Linked DNA regions of Mus musculus: regions 1, 2 and 4 are each linked to region 3. The links are chromatin contacts, called in public HiCAR-type and promoter capture Hi-C maps. All regions are on one chromosome and are shown on one strand. Each heading gives the region's core, a stretch centred on a gene start, on an enhancer-like site or on the middle of the called end of the contact. The rest is flanking DNA. Distances are from core to core; before and after follow the strand shown.

Evidence for each region. Promoter capture Hi-C pulls out the DNA fragments that hold promoters and counts their contacts. HiCAR-type assays count read pairs that join an accessible place to other places.
Region 1: a contact with region 3 is called in a HiCAR-type map of astrocytes, with 5 times the contacts expected there. The contact joins the promoter of Sugct here to the promoter of Sfrp4 in region 3. A contact is called at or near these places in 1 of 39 promoter capture datasets (hippocampal neurons) and 2 of 115 datasets of contacts at active chromatin or transcription factors (astrocytes and embryonic stem cells).
Region 2: a contact with region 3 is called in a promoter capture Hi-C map of liver, with 2.7 times the contacts expected there. The contact joins the enhancer-like site here to the promoter of Sfrp4 in region 3. A contact is called at or near these places in 4 of 39 promoter capture datasets (hippocampal neurons, liver and pre-B cells) and 2 of 9 other capture datasets (adipose tissue and liver).
Region 4: a promoter capture Hi-C map of hippocampal neurons shows a contact between it and region 3, with 5 times the contacts expected there. The contact joins the promoter of Yae1d1 here to the promoter of Sfrp4 in region 3. A contact is called at or near these places in 3 of 39 promoter capture datasets (the 3T3-L1 cell line, embryonic stem cells and hippocampal neurons) and 1 of 115 datasets of contacts at active chromatin or transcription factors (astrocytes).

What each region holds. Positions count from the first base shown.
Region 1 is chr13:17,693,066-17,696,109 of GRCm38.p6, forward strand. Sugct (succinyl-CoA glutarate-CoA transferase) reads right to left here and starts at 1,700. Exons shown (of 14, transcript NM_138654.3): 1 at 1,574-1,700. The coding sequence starts at 1,667. Mplkip (M-phase specific PLK1 intereacting protein) reads left to right here and starts at 2,348. Exons shown (of 2, transcript NM_025479.6): 1 at 2,348-2,755. The coding sequence starts at 2,420.
Region 2 is chr13:21,023,325-21,026,383 of GRCm38.p6, forward strand. Aoah (acyloxyacyl hydrolase) reads left to right here. Exons shown (of 21, transcript NM_012054.4): 21 at 1-930. The coding sequence ends at 13. Among named protein-coding and RNA genes, the nearest start is that of Gm32242, 14 kb to the left of the region's middle. Within about 2 kb of position 1,722, at least 4 of the 459 cell types and tissues checked have an H3K27ac peak or open chromatin away from gene starts, as enhancers often do. A contact at or near this core is called in liver, where this site is marked.
Region 3 is chr13:19,620,949-19,624,432 of GRCm38.p6, forward strand. It overlaps Sfrp4 (secreted frizzled-related protein 4), which reads left to right and starts at 2,227. Exons shown (of 6, transcript NM_016687.3): 1 at 2,227-2,929. The coding sequence starts at 2,485.
Region 4 is chr13:17,992,059-17,995,115 of GRCm38.p6, forward strand. Yae1d1 (Yae1 domain containing 1) reads right to left here and starts at 1,293. Exons shown (of 3, transcript NM_025904.3): 1 at 1,123-1,293. The coding sequence starts at 1,248.

The sequences.
Region 1 (3,044 bases), core at 450-2,949, 1.9 Mb before region 3:
AATGCGCTGGGAAGAACACTGGCTTAATCTACCTGGCAACATTCCCCCTGTATTTCTTCTTCTCCCAGGTTTTTAGTGTATTGTGTGGATAGATTCCGGGGACTAGGAGTGCACTGATGCCCAACAGTAAAGAGCCCATTCTGCATGCACAGGCCCTGGATTCAGTTCCATTCTAGAAGCAGAATTCAAGTGAGAAGGTAATTCATATAGGGCAAGCTGAGACCCAATTCTGCATTATTTTCTGCCAGTTATAAAAATAATAATAAACATACTTTTGGTGCCTACCACCCCACTTCTCAGCTTCCTTCATAAGGCAGATTATTGACTCACTGACATGTATGTGTGAATAAATATACATTCATAAGTATGACTGCTCAAATGCTAGATTCTAAGCTAGACAAAGAAAAGATAAAACAGAAATTATGGCCAGTAAAGAACAATATAAATGTTAGATAAGCTGTAGTGTGCAGGCGCTAAAATATCATTACATCCTGATGATGACATTATCCCTCCATGATTATACAATTTGTCTTCAGAAATAAGAAATGTGGTCGAGCCTGGGTTATGTATTGAAACCTTGTCTCAAAAAAACAAACAAAGAACAAAACAACAAAATGAAGCAAAACAAAAAAAGTCGAACTGAATTATCCAAGAATATAGCAGGGGCATGAAAAAATTAAACAACCTCACCCCCCCCCATAAGCCCTTGTGTTTATGTCTCCATTAATAAAGAATAAAGCTGAGGATATACTCTATAGTTATGTCACCGAAGATGTCAGAGACTGAAGGCCAAAATGCTTCAGAAAGATGCTATGGATGAATGAAAACCTTAGGCCAGGCGCTGAAGAGATGACTCAGTGGTTAAGAGCACTTACTGCTCTTTCAAGAGGATTTGGCTCAGTTCCCAGCACTCACAAGGTAGCTCACAACCACAATTTTCTCCAGTTCCAGGAAATCTGATTCTTTTTTGATCTCCAAAGGCATCAGGTACGTTAAATGGTGCATGTGCATACACGCAAACAATACACTCACACACACAAAAATCTAAACCAATAACCCCCTCACATATCCACGGTCTAATGTGATGAGTCCTAAAATCCCAAGTTGATTTTAGTATCTGAAGGAGTTAGGGAAAGACCACAAAACTCTTCTACAGGAATGTCTAAGACAGGTATCTTATGCAGAAGATAGCATTTTTTAATTATCCCGTTTCTTTATAATTACAAGATTTTTAAGTTTGGGGTATGTTTTCGTGGGTTTTTTTTTCCCCTTTAAATTTCTGTTTCTACTTCCTAACCTCGTCAACTTCCATTTTACAAGAACGTAAACGCAGGGTTCAAGTCCAGCATTAATTACTACAGGCTCGCTTAAGTTTTCAAGGCAGCAGTCTGCTTTCTAAAACTCAGCTTTTGGCGGGAGGTGCTGTTTCCTAAGTTACCAAACCTTGGGGGATTAGAAGCCAGGGGTGGAAAAGAGAAGCAGGGCACGACCATGGCCATGAGCCCTGCGACAGGAGCCCCCGAGGCGCGAGCGCTCCCCTCAGGGAGCCCGAGCGCTCAGTGTCAGTAGGTACCTGACTGCGGGCGGCCGGTCCACAGCCCCCTCCCGCCGGCCAGGCCTCGGCCGGGTCTCCGAAAAGCCACCGCCCTGGCCAGCATCCACAGCATCGCCCCTCAACCCCAGCGAGAGCGCCCCGCGACCTCCCTCCTTGACCTTAGGCCCCCTCAGCCCCGCCCCCCCAGCCAGCCCGGCCCCGCCGCCAGCCCCGCCCCCTCCGCAAAGACCCTCCCCCTGGTCGCCCTCGCACTCTTCCCCGCCCACCACGCCCTCCGCTTCCGCCCAGGCCTCCACCTCAGTCTCACTCGGCCCCGCCCCCTTGGACGATCCTGTTCAACCGAGTCTCTCGCCTCACACCCTTCGGCCCCGCCTCTTGGCTCATGGCCCCGCCCCCGAATCCGGCTGACGCTTCACTCCTTGCTTCCCGGAAGCCTCCAAGACGGATGGCCCTACCCCTCTGATCCGCCCTCTTCGGAACCCGCACGCCCCTCTCCCACCCTCACAGCCAATAAGGCCTGATGATCGGTTTCCTCTCTTCCGCTTCCGTCTTCGTGTACTGGGGGTCTCCGGGAAGACCGTTGACGACTGTGCTCGTGCTGCGGCCGGAGATTTAGTTTCCCCTTTACAGTCTTTCCTCCTCTCAGACACGCCCACCATTCTTCCATTGAGTGACCTGTTTACCTGCCCTCTTGCAGAAACTTGGTGAGATCGGAACCTTTGTGCAGCCGGAACTAAGGTGCGGTAGTCCGCTGGGAGCCGGAAGGGTGTATAAATAGAGGAATACCAGTTTCCTTCTGGCGGTTGATCGCAGAGGTTCCGGTGAGGCGTTCGGCGTGTGAGCTCTGCGGCTTCGTTTCCTGATATGCACCGACCGAATTTTCGACCCCCAACTCCTCCGTACCCCAGCCCGGGGATAGGAGGTTGGGGTGGCGGAAATAACTTCCGGGGTGCCCTGGGCGGGGGGCCGCGGCCGCCCTCCCCGCGGGACGGGTACGGGAGTCCGCACCACACTCCGCCCTGCGGGCCCCGGGCTAGGCCGTACGGGAGCAGCCAGTCTCCGCGGCACGGCGGCAACTTCTCGGGGGCCCGCTTCGGGTCTCCGTCCCCGGGCGGCTACCCAGGCTCCTACTCCAGGTCCCCCGCGGGGTCCCAGCATCAGTTCGGCTACTCCCCAGGGCAGCAGCAGACCTACCCCCAGGTAAAGACAATAGCTAGCGTTTGCCGAACTCTTCCTGTGATGGCAGACGTGATACGAAACATTCCCTTTCCGTGGATTGTTTAATCCTCCGATACTACGTTGGCCCAGTTTTGCAGATGAGTAACCTGAGGCGTAAAGAAATTATCTAAGACTACCATAAGTGGCGGAGCTCTAGTTCTCTGTCCACAGAAACTGCTCTCAGCCAGCATACCACATTCGTATACAAACTTCTTTAATCCTCCATTTCTTCTCCCACCCACCCCCAGAGGTTTTTATTTGGTTTTGGGTT
Region 2 (3,059 bases), core at 472-2,971, 1.4 Mb after region 3:
AGGAGGACACTGAGTCTCCGCGGAAGGCGCATCACTGGGGGAGAGAAAGGTGGATAAACCCTCCCACCTGCTCATTCCAGGGGCTGCTGTGCAACAGGCCCAGAAGACCTTCTTCAGCAGCCTCTCTGCAGACCACTTTCCTCTCAGTTGGGGACAGACCTTAATGGCAATGTCCATTAACAGCAATGTCCTTTGCTTCCCACAGCAAGTCTTCTCTGTTCAACTCTGAAACACTTTTTCCAATTTTTTATTAGGTATTTTCTTCATTTATATTTCAGATGCTATCCCGAAAATCCCCTTTAAGCTGATTATCTTGGGTATTTGTTATAGTAATGAAAAACTTACGTCACAATAAATAATCTAGAGATGATTGAAAGTACATAGGCATGTGTAGGTTATATACAAATACTATATACCATTTTCTACAAGGATCCTGATCAGAGTTCCTGTGCATATATGAACTTCAATCTGTACTAGAGTCTTCTCTCCATCTCTGTGGGCAATTGACTCCAGGACTTGCAAGGATACCAGGGTCTGAGGACATTCAAGTTCCTTGTAAAGGGAAGTCTAGCAATCACTTTCTTTTCTGTGTCTCACTTTCCTCAGCCTTTTCTGAGATGCCACAGATTTAGGGTTCAATCTTTGTACGCCCAGAGGTACCCCTGTGCTTGGTGTAGCCCACAGGTATGAGACAGTTGGCCCCACAGTGGCAAGTAGGAACTATTGAAATCATGCACAAGTCTCCTCAGTTACTGGCATTTGGTGGACTTCTTACATCAGCCCCCTTAACCTACAACAATGACCTGAACACATTCTTATAGCAATGCTGGCCCACCCCCACCCCTTACAGCCCTGATTCTCTTGTCCTGCTTCCAAAATAAACTGTCTGCACTCCAATATTTGCCTCAATAAAGTCAAAGTTCTAAGGTTGGTGTGGGCATAATTGTGTCATCAAGAGTTCACAATTCATGCTTTATCATTAAATGTATTTCTGGCAATGAAATACTAGGTACCATTAGGAACCAAATCTACTCACCAGGCACACCTGAGGCCTGGAAGCCAACATCACCAACTAGCCTCCAGTTCCATTCATCTCATATCTTGTTCCTCATCCATGGCCCATGTGCTGGTTAACCTTTGTCCACTTGCCACTAACTGGAGTTATCTGGGAAGAGAGAACCTCAGCTGAGGTATTGTCTCCATAAGATTCACCTGTGGACAGTTCTATAGGGCATTTCTTGATTAGTGATTGATGTGGTTGACTACCAATTATAACAGACAAGCCTAGCCCAGACCTGGTGTCACTACCCCTGGTGGTCCTGTGTTGCATAAAAAAACAGACTAAGCAAGCCAAGAGAAGCAAGCCAATAAGCACTGCTGCCTTTGCCATGGCTTCCCATGACAATGGACTGTAACTCATAACCTGAAAACATTATGTTGGAAACACCATGCTTCCACAAGCTTCAAAATGCATGTGGACACATTTTGAAGGTCTCTCCTGGGGCCTTGGAAGGTACACTGGGAATTTTCAGTCATCCTAGCAGCTTCAGCTCCATTCATGGGTTGTTTGCCAAGACTTATGTAAGCTTTGGTGGGGGAGGGAGCAATAACTTTAAAAATGTTACACCATTCATTTCCCTCACAGCACCATTCTCGGTTGAGCACAACCTGAGCATGTGCCCTGGAGGCAGATCCACCAGAGGCACTGACGTACTACCAGGGACTACTCTTTAAAGGAGACGATAAGAACGTGGGAGATGAGTTTGAGAGTGCAAGGCTTGGGTGTGAGTCTGGAAGCCGAGCATGCTTACTTTCCAATGTGTCCTCTTATGCAATCTTGTCAATCACACAACTCATTTCAGTGTTTTGGCATCTCATATTACTTTTAAGCACCAGTACTTGTTACAATGTAATTTTGTTACTGGTTTTATTTGAAATCTTAATCATTCCGTCTCAATAAAGCTCAGAGAGTCCTGCACTAAAACTGCTTATTGCTTTAACAAGAAGTCTATCCACTTCTCTTCATTCCAAAGCATCTATAGTTGAGGCTAGAGAGGTGGCTTAGTGGCTAAAAGCACTGACTGCTCTTACTTTAATTGAATGTGGCACCTGCATCAAGACTCACAACTATCTGTAAATTTGGTTCCAGTGGATCTGACACCCTGCTCTGGGCTGTCACAGGTACCAGGATACATGTAGTACATAGTCATGCATGCAAGTGAAACACCTACAAATAAAATAATTTCTAAAATTTTCACTGCATCTCATTGCTGTTCCCAAAATACACATGAAGTTGGTTGTCTTTTATTGCTTTGCTGCTGGGTGAGGGGAAGGGAAAGCTAGCACAGAATTTTATTTTAAGGTCTTATCTTCCAGATGGCCAAAGGGACCAGACTTATGATAAAAGTTGTAAGGACCAGGCTAGAGAGATGGCTCAGTGGTTAGGAGTACCTGCTGTTCACAACCACCCATAGCTACAGAAATCCAACTCCCTCTTCAGACCTCTCATGTGGTACATATAAATACATGCAAGCAAAACACTCCTCATATAAAGTGAATTAGTCTTTATTAAAGGGAAAAACCTGCATTTAAGGGAAAAATGTGAGGAATCCAGTGGAACTGAATAGGAAGGCTGTCAGAGTAAAGAGGAGCTCAAGGGTCCTTCTTCCTGGCACTGCCAAGAACCCTGCCTAGAGTCTCTTACAGAGTTACCTTGCTGTGTAATTGAACCATGTAATACTCTGCTCTCTGTCACTCTCACAAAATAGCTGTGATAATTAACTTATATTAAGAGCAGATTTGTTTTGACTCATAGTTGTTTAGTTCTGCACATGTTCAAATGGACTCATTGTTGAGATCCCAAGACGGGGCCGTGTATCTTGTCAGAAGACTGTGGTAGAGCAAAACCTCTCGTGACAGAGCTAGGAAGCAAGAGCAGAAGAAGAGGCCAGGCTGTTAGAATATTCTGCAGCAGCAGGCACCCAGCCACCTAAAGCCTTCTCACCATGCTTCACCTCTTTGAAGCTTAACCCACTCCCCAAAACCCCAGGCACCAAGCC
Region 3 (3,484 bases), core at 977-3,476:
CATGCAGTGCCCAAGTCTTAGATTCGGAAGCCACAGGCATAGAAAGGGTCACTGAAGAGAATTTGAGATGGATGGATGGATGGATGGATGATTCTTGCCACCCCCCTCCCAGGGATATTTGACAAGGAACTCTCCAACCTACGTTTCAAAAGTCCTGAGAATGAGGAAACTTGGAGTTGACGGGAGAGGGAAGACTGAGGTGAAAGCTAGGGTCAAAATCCTGAGAGCAGCAGGCATGTAGGAGGGGAGAAAGGAAGAATAGGGAGCCCAAATGGGAGTCACCCCAGAGAAGCACCCAACTAGAGGACAATGGCTTTAGTGCTAAAGCTGCAAGCCTTTTGGGAGGGCAGGAAGAGGAAGGACAATTGACAAGAATTTTCGGACAAGTCCCTCTGCTCTGTATAACATTATGAAAAACAGGGACAGACTGACTATCGGTGGGCCTGATAGGTAGAGTTCCACATTGAAGGTAGCTTCCTTAGGCTGAGTGTGAACTTGGAGTGAGCGCAACAATGAGCTCTACCCCTCTGTCCCAAATTCCTGTCTTAATAGTTTCCTTCTTTTAGTTCTTTTCTTGTTTTCATTTAGTGTTGGGAGGAACCTAGGGTCTCATCTATACTGGGTTGGAGAAAGAGGTGGGAAGTTTTTATCCCTCTGTCTGTCTCTGTCTCTGTCCTTCTGTCTTTCTATACCCCCTCTCTTCTCATTAGAAAGTTAATCTAATGATCTTTTTTGCTCAGTGTGTGTGGTGCGGGGAGGGGGGCGGTAGACTAGGTTTGGGATTTCACTACCAGAAAAGGCATGAGGTGCCTTTTGGCCACCCCCTTCTGCTTGATATTTTCCTATGGCATTTGGCATCTTTGGGACTTGAGACCTATTCAGTAGGAAAGCAGAATGCCTTTATGGATTGCTCGGGATGAATAGGTACTTTACACAGATCTAAATAGTATCTGATCTCATAGGATCATTAATGTCTTCATAGTGTTTGTCTCTATACCTTACACAATAAGGATGACAAATGCAGTTGTGGTTTTTTTGTTTGTTTGTTTTTTGCTGTTTTTGTTTTGCACAGCTGTTTTAATCCTCAGTCAGATTCACACCTAAGCTAACTTGTGGGCCTCAGCGTTGGAGGGAGAGGCAAAAGAACTTCCTTTAACCCAGGTTTCAAGCTCAACCATACCTTTAAAGATTAACACTCAGAGAACATGTTTTCTTATTGTCAACGATGAGAGCAAGTTTACATCGGAAGTCTTGCTTTCTGATTGGCAGGCATTTGGTGTAAACTTGCAACAGTAACAGCTCTTTTCTGTGAACCAGCATTGATTTTCATGTCTCTTTCTAAAGCAAAGAAGAGGAAAGTAAACATGCACGCTCGCTTTCCAAAGCTAGTGAGTTCTTAGTCAAGTAAAATAACGGGCAATTTAGCAAAGATCACGCTGGTGGATTGGGAAAATCTTTCAGCATGCAGCATCTCAAGTTATCTTTGTTTTCTTCTGTTTTCCAGTCATGTTGGGCTCAGAAATTAGTATTTTAGAGAAAGTAGCGAATAGAGAAACTCCTCCAACACAGAGATGCTCTTGCACCCCTGGGCAGTTCCAAGTTCCTGGAGCAGTCACAAACCAAATGCCTGGTAAAAATCTGAGCCAGAACTAAGTCTAGTGGCCACAAAACAACATCAGTAGCAACAATAGCAAACTCCGCACAACTCAGGGTGGTCTAGGGAAGGCTTATATAAACTGCCAGTGCTAGTTCCAACACCTACTGTGCTAGGCTTTCCCTGATCCACACTGCCCTCATAGCTGAGGCACCTCTCTCGCCCCCTATGGGAAAGGAAAAACAAGTGTTTCGAAATGAAAGGGCAACAACAGGGTCACGTTGCTCCAGTTGCTCCAACTCTGAACTTAGGGAAACTTTAAGGCCGACTTAGCAAAGTCTCCCCTGCACAGGCTTTTATCCAGAGTCCCAAATGGCTGAAAGCAAGATGCTCCTTTTCTTGATCTGAAGAAAAAAGACTAGCTGACGAAAAAAAGGATGGACTTTGGGGGGAAATGCAGAACTATGGCCCTTGGCTGTGGAGCGGCCGAGATGATGTCATCGCTTCTGCAGGAGAGGCTGGGGGTGGAGCAGCGGAGTGGGAGCCGGCTTTGCTCTCGCCGCTGCCAAGGCTGCTGAGCCCACGTCAGGGGACGCGTCTGGATAAATAGGGTTCCACAATGGCCGTGGCCCGCTGCGCTCCGAGCTGCGGGACTCGAGACTGGAGCTTCCCGCGGGGGTCGTTGCTCTGGAGGCTGAGTGCTGGCGCTGCCAGTGCCGGTGCGCCCAGGGGTGATCGACGGCCAACCCCCCAGAACTCCTCATCAGTGCAGACTGGAGCTCCAGCAGGAAAGCTCACTCCACTGCCCCTAGGTAAAGAGATAAGGAGGTCAACGGGGCTGGAAGAAAAGGGTCCTCCCAGCAGAGACTGCAGCCCAGGAGGACAGTGCCATGCTCCGCTCCATCCTGGTGGCGTTATGCCTGTGGCTGCGCCTGGCGCTGGGAGTTCGCGGAGCGCCCTGCGAAGCTGTGCGCATCCCCATGTGCAGGCACATGCCCTGGAACATCACCCGGATGCCCAACCACCTGCACCACAGCACTCAGGAGAACGCCATCCTGGCCATCGAACAGTATGAAGAGCTAGTGGACGTGAACTGCAGCTCTGTGCTGCGCTTCTTCCTTTGTGCCATGTACGCACCCATCTGTACCCTGGAGTTCCTGCACGATCCCATCAAGCCCTGCAAGTCTGTGTGCCAGCGCGCACGTGACGACTGCGAGCCCCTCATGAAGATGTATAACCACAGCTGGCCAGAGAGCCTGGCCTGCGATGAGCTGCCGGTCTATGACCGTGGAGTTTGTATCTCTCCAGAGGCAATAGTCACTGACCTTCCAGAAGGTAAGAGAAGAGGAGGTATCAAGGAGGCCAAGAGATTCTAGGGAACAAACACACTCGCATGAGAAGCAGATGGTGTCTGCTTAGAGCCCACCAGCTCCTGTCCCAGCCTTGGGGGAGGTGAAGGGCCCAGAAGTTTATCTCTCAGGGATTTCTCAGGGGAGAGAAACAGCTCCCTGAAGGACATGGAGAATAAGGTTGTTGGAGAATAACCCATTTAAGTGTCTAATATAAGGTAAATAAAGGAAACAATAGCTTAAGCAAAGAAAGCTGGTGCTTGAGACAGTCCCAGCACGTGGTGGCTAATATGTTCTCATTCCATGCTGACCGGGAGTTCTTTCTCGAAGAGCAATAATAGCTCCGGCTTCCCACCCGGCGGCGTAAAGTTTGTAAATGTAGTCGCCCTGGTTAAACTCCACTCTGTGCCTATGTTGTGGTCACTGAGCAGAGCCCTGTGGCATGTTGGTTAATCTGATCCTGTGTCACTTCCTCCGTTATTTTCTTTTATGCTGTTTTACTGTTACTGTTGGAAGGGACACTACGAATTCATTTCTTGAA
Region 4 (3,057 bases), core at 43-2,542, 1.6 Mb before region 3:
ATCTAGGGTTACTGTGCAAACATTAAATATCAGTTGTTATGTTTTTTTTAAAAACTGTGTTAGCAAGGTCTTCACAGAAATGGGAAACTACATGTCTGGTCTCTTGGTAACGGACTAGAATAGGATAGATAAGGAGGCTGGCAAGGCCTGGGAAGAGGGAACTATTTTAGGAACAGTGAAGAGGAAGTCTGATTTTAGAAATCTAATCTAAACTGTGGCATAGAGATTTGTCTTATTATTATTATTAGTTTAGCCCTGGATTCCTATGGTATTTTTGTAATGATATGATGGTTGCTGGGCTCAACAAATATGAACTTACTGGAACATTAAATTAGGGTTGACATAACTGCAGCTTTAAGAGGGTAATTTAATGGCTAGTATATTGGGTGGATGCAGTTCTTATCTTTTAAACAGTTAAGTAACATATATTTACTTATTTTTCTTGAGGGAGGCATTTATTTACTTCCTTGAGCGTGAAGGTCAGAAAATAACTTCCAGAAACCCATTCTGTCCTTCCACAAAGTACGTTCCAGGGATCGAACGCAGGTCTTTATACTCTGGAATCCACCCCCATGTGGAGACAGATCTTAGCAAGTAGTTCTCACCCAGAAAAAGCGCCGATTCTACCCAAATAGTACTAAGCAAGTTTCAATGAATGGCAAGACAGGTCCGGATTGAATAACGCATTTAAAGTAAAGCTGGAACAGTATTCCCTTCTCTACCTCCCCCTTACCTTCCCTTGACAACATTCTCAGTTCACCCTTCTCCAAGCCTTGATAACATCACGCCTAACTTTGGACTCTCTGTGACTGCGTTCTCTGCGGGCCATCAGCCTAGTGGGTGTGCATTTCTCCTCCTCTGCTCCCCCGACCCCAAACTGCACACTCTTGAGGGACTGAATAAAGTTCACGTTGTAGAGTAGGGTCAATGTCCCTGCTCCAAACCCGGTGGGGCTCCGAAAGAGCACCAAGAAACAACCAGGATTCTTAAGACCCGGCAACACTGGAGCGCGCTGGCTCGGAGACCCGCGCTCCTCCGCCCAGGCTTCTGCGTGCGTGCCCCTGCCAGGGAGCCCCCGGGTCCCGCCTGGGAGTCCCTTTCTCCCGCGTCCCGTCCATTTACTTGGACTCGTTTCCGCATGTGACCCTGCCATTCCCGCTGCGCTAACAGAGACTCGTCCGCTTCCTCGTCAAACACGTCCTGGTCTCCAGGGCTCGCGTTCTCCGGAGCCGCTCGAAACCAAGACATCGCCCGGAACACCACGAGTCCCGGAGCCGCCGGAAACCCGGGCAAGTGCTTCCGGTTCGGGGGGCGGGACGAAAGGACAAGGCGTGGGACGGAGGGGCGTGTGCGGCTCCCCTTGCGGCTTGGAGGCTAAGGGTTGGGTCTCTTCCTACGCCTCTGGGATGGGCAGCGTGGGGCTAGCTGGGTGCTGCAAGCTAAGTCCCACCATTCAAGGGCTGAGATTCAGTTTCTGCAAGTGCTGAAGGCATTGGACGCCCACGTGCAGCCAAGAACTTTAGAATGTGAAAGCTGATTCTAGGATCGGTTTGAGATTAAGTAATGGGAACACTTTTGTAAAACCAGCGTCCATTGGCAATTTCCCTCTTAGCCTTTGACTAGGAGAGTTAAGGAATGTGGCTCAAGCATTTAGCAACTTCTGGCTGGGAGTTCATGTTGAAGAACTGCACATCAGTAGCGTTCTTGTTTTGTCATGTGATAACTGAATTTTTCTGACAATTTGTTTTGAATACCTATTTCGCATCACTCATCATTTTGGGACAGCGCACTATAGGAATAAAAGTTCTCAGTCCCAATGGACTTCCTATTAGTGTAGAAACGGCCAGTTAGCCAACAATACTTATAAGTAACTCATAGTTTGAAGACTGTAAGTGATATGAAAAAAGTAATCATTGTGAGGGAAGAGGAAACAGGTTACTGTTTTAGTTTATTTTACATTTTTGTCCTGAAGGCAAAAGTTTTGCCAATAAGGAATATATGCTCTGTCAATAAGTTATCCCCTACACAAAGTTATTACTTTTTATCTTCAGAGAGAATTTTGTATCCTATAAATGTATGTATAAAACCAAATATAAAATGTGATAAGGTGTATGTATATAGAGATCTTAATTAGAAGCAAAATGGCAGTATAGGAAGCCATAGAAATAGTGATTGAAATGAGTAAGATAGAAAACTTCTGTGAGTTGGCTCAGTGGGTAAAGTCCCAGGAACGGTGTCAATCACCAGGACCCACGTGATGGAAGGAGAGATTAAACTCCTACAAATTGTCCTCTGACCTACACACACACACACACACACACACACACACCATATGAAAACAAATGCAATAAAAAAAATCCAACTCAACCCTTGCATGATAAACCCTAAAGGACAGGGTCTGAAGAGATGGCTCAGCAATTACAAACACTTGCTGCTCTTCTGGGGGATGTTAACTTGGTTCTGGGCATCTACATACAATTGGGTGATGGCTCACAACCACCTGTGACACCAGCTCCAGGGAGTCTCAAGCCCTCTTCTGGCCTCCAAAAGTGCTTGTGCACACATGGCATACATGCATACAAATACATACACATATAAGTAAAAATAAATATTAGAAAACAGATAATCTTGTCCTGCCTCTTATTAAAAAGAGCGAAAAAAATGTAGGAGGGTGTGAATAATTTTGAACTTCTGATTATTCTGTGTCTAACTCCTGAGTGCTAGGATTACAGATGTACATCAGCATGCCCAGTTTGTGTGGTGTTGGGGATTGGATACAGGATTCCAGCATTCATTGCACCAACTGAGAGACATCTCCACACCTTTCAATGAATATATACCCTTTAAAAGTTGAACTATCTGAGCTATAGCTTAGTCAGTAAAATAATTACATTGCAAGGAAGAAGAGAAGAATTAGAACCCCATACCGCACACTAAAAAAAGCCAGATGTAATAATGTGAGTTTGTAATTCCAGATCTTGGAAGGTGGACACAAGTGGATTCCTGGGACTTTCTGGTCAGCCAGAATAGTAAACTCAGGCTCAGCTAATCCAGCCC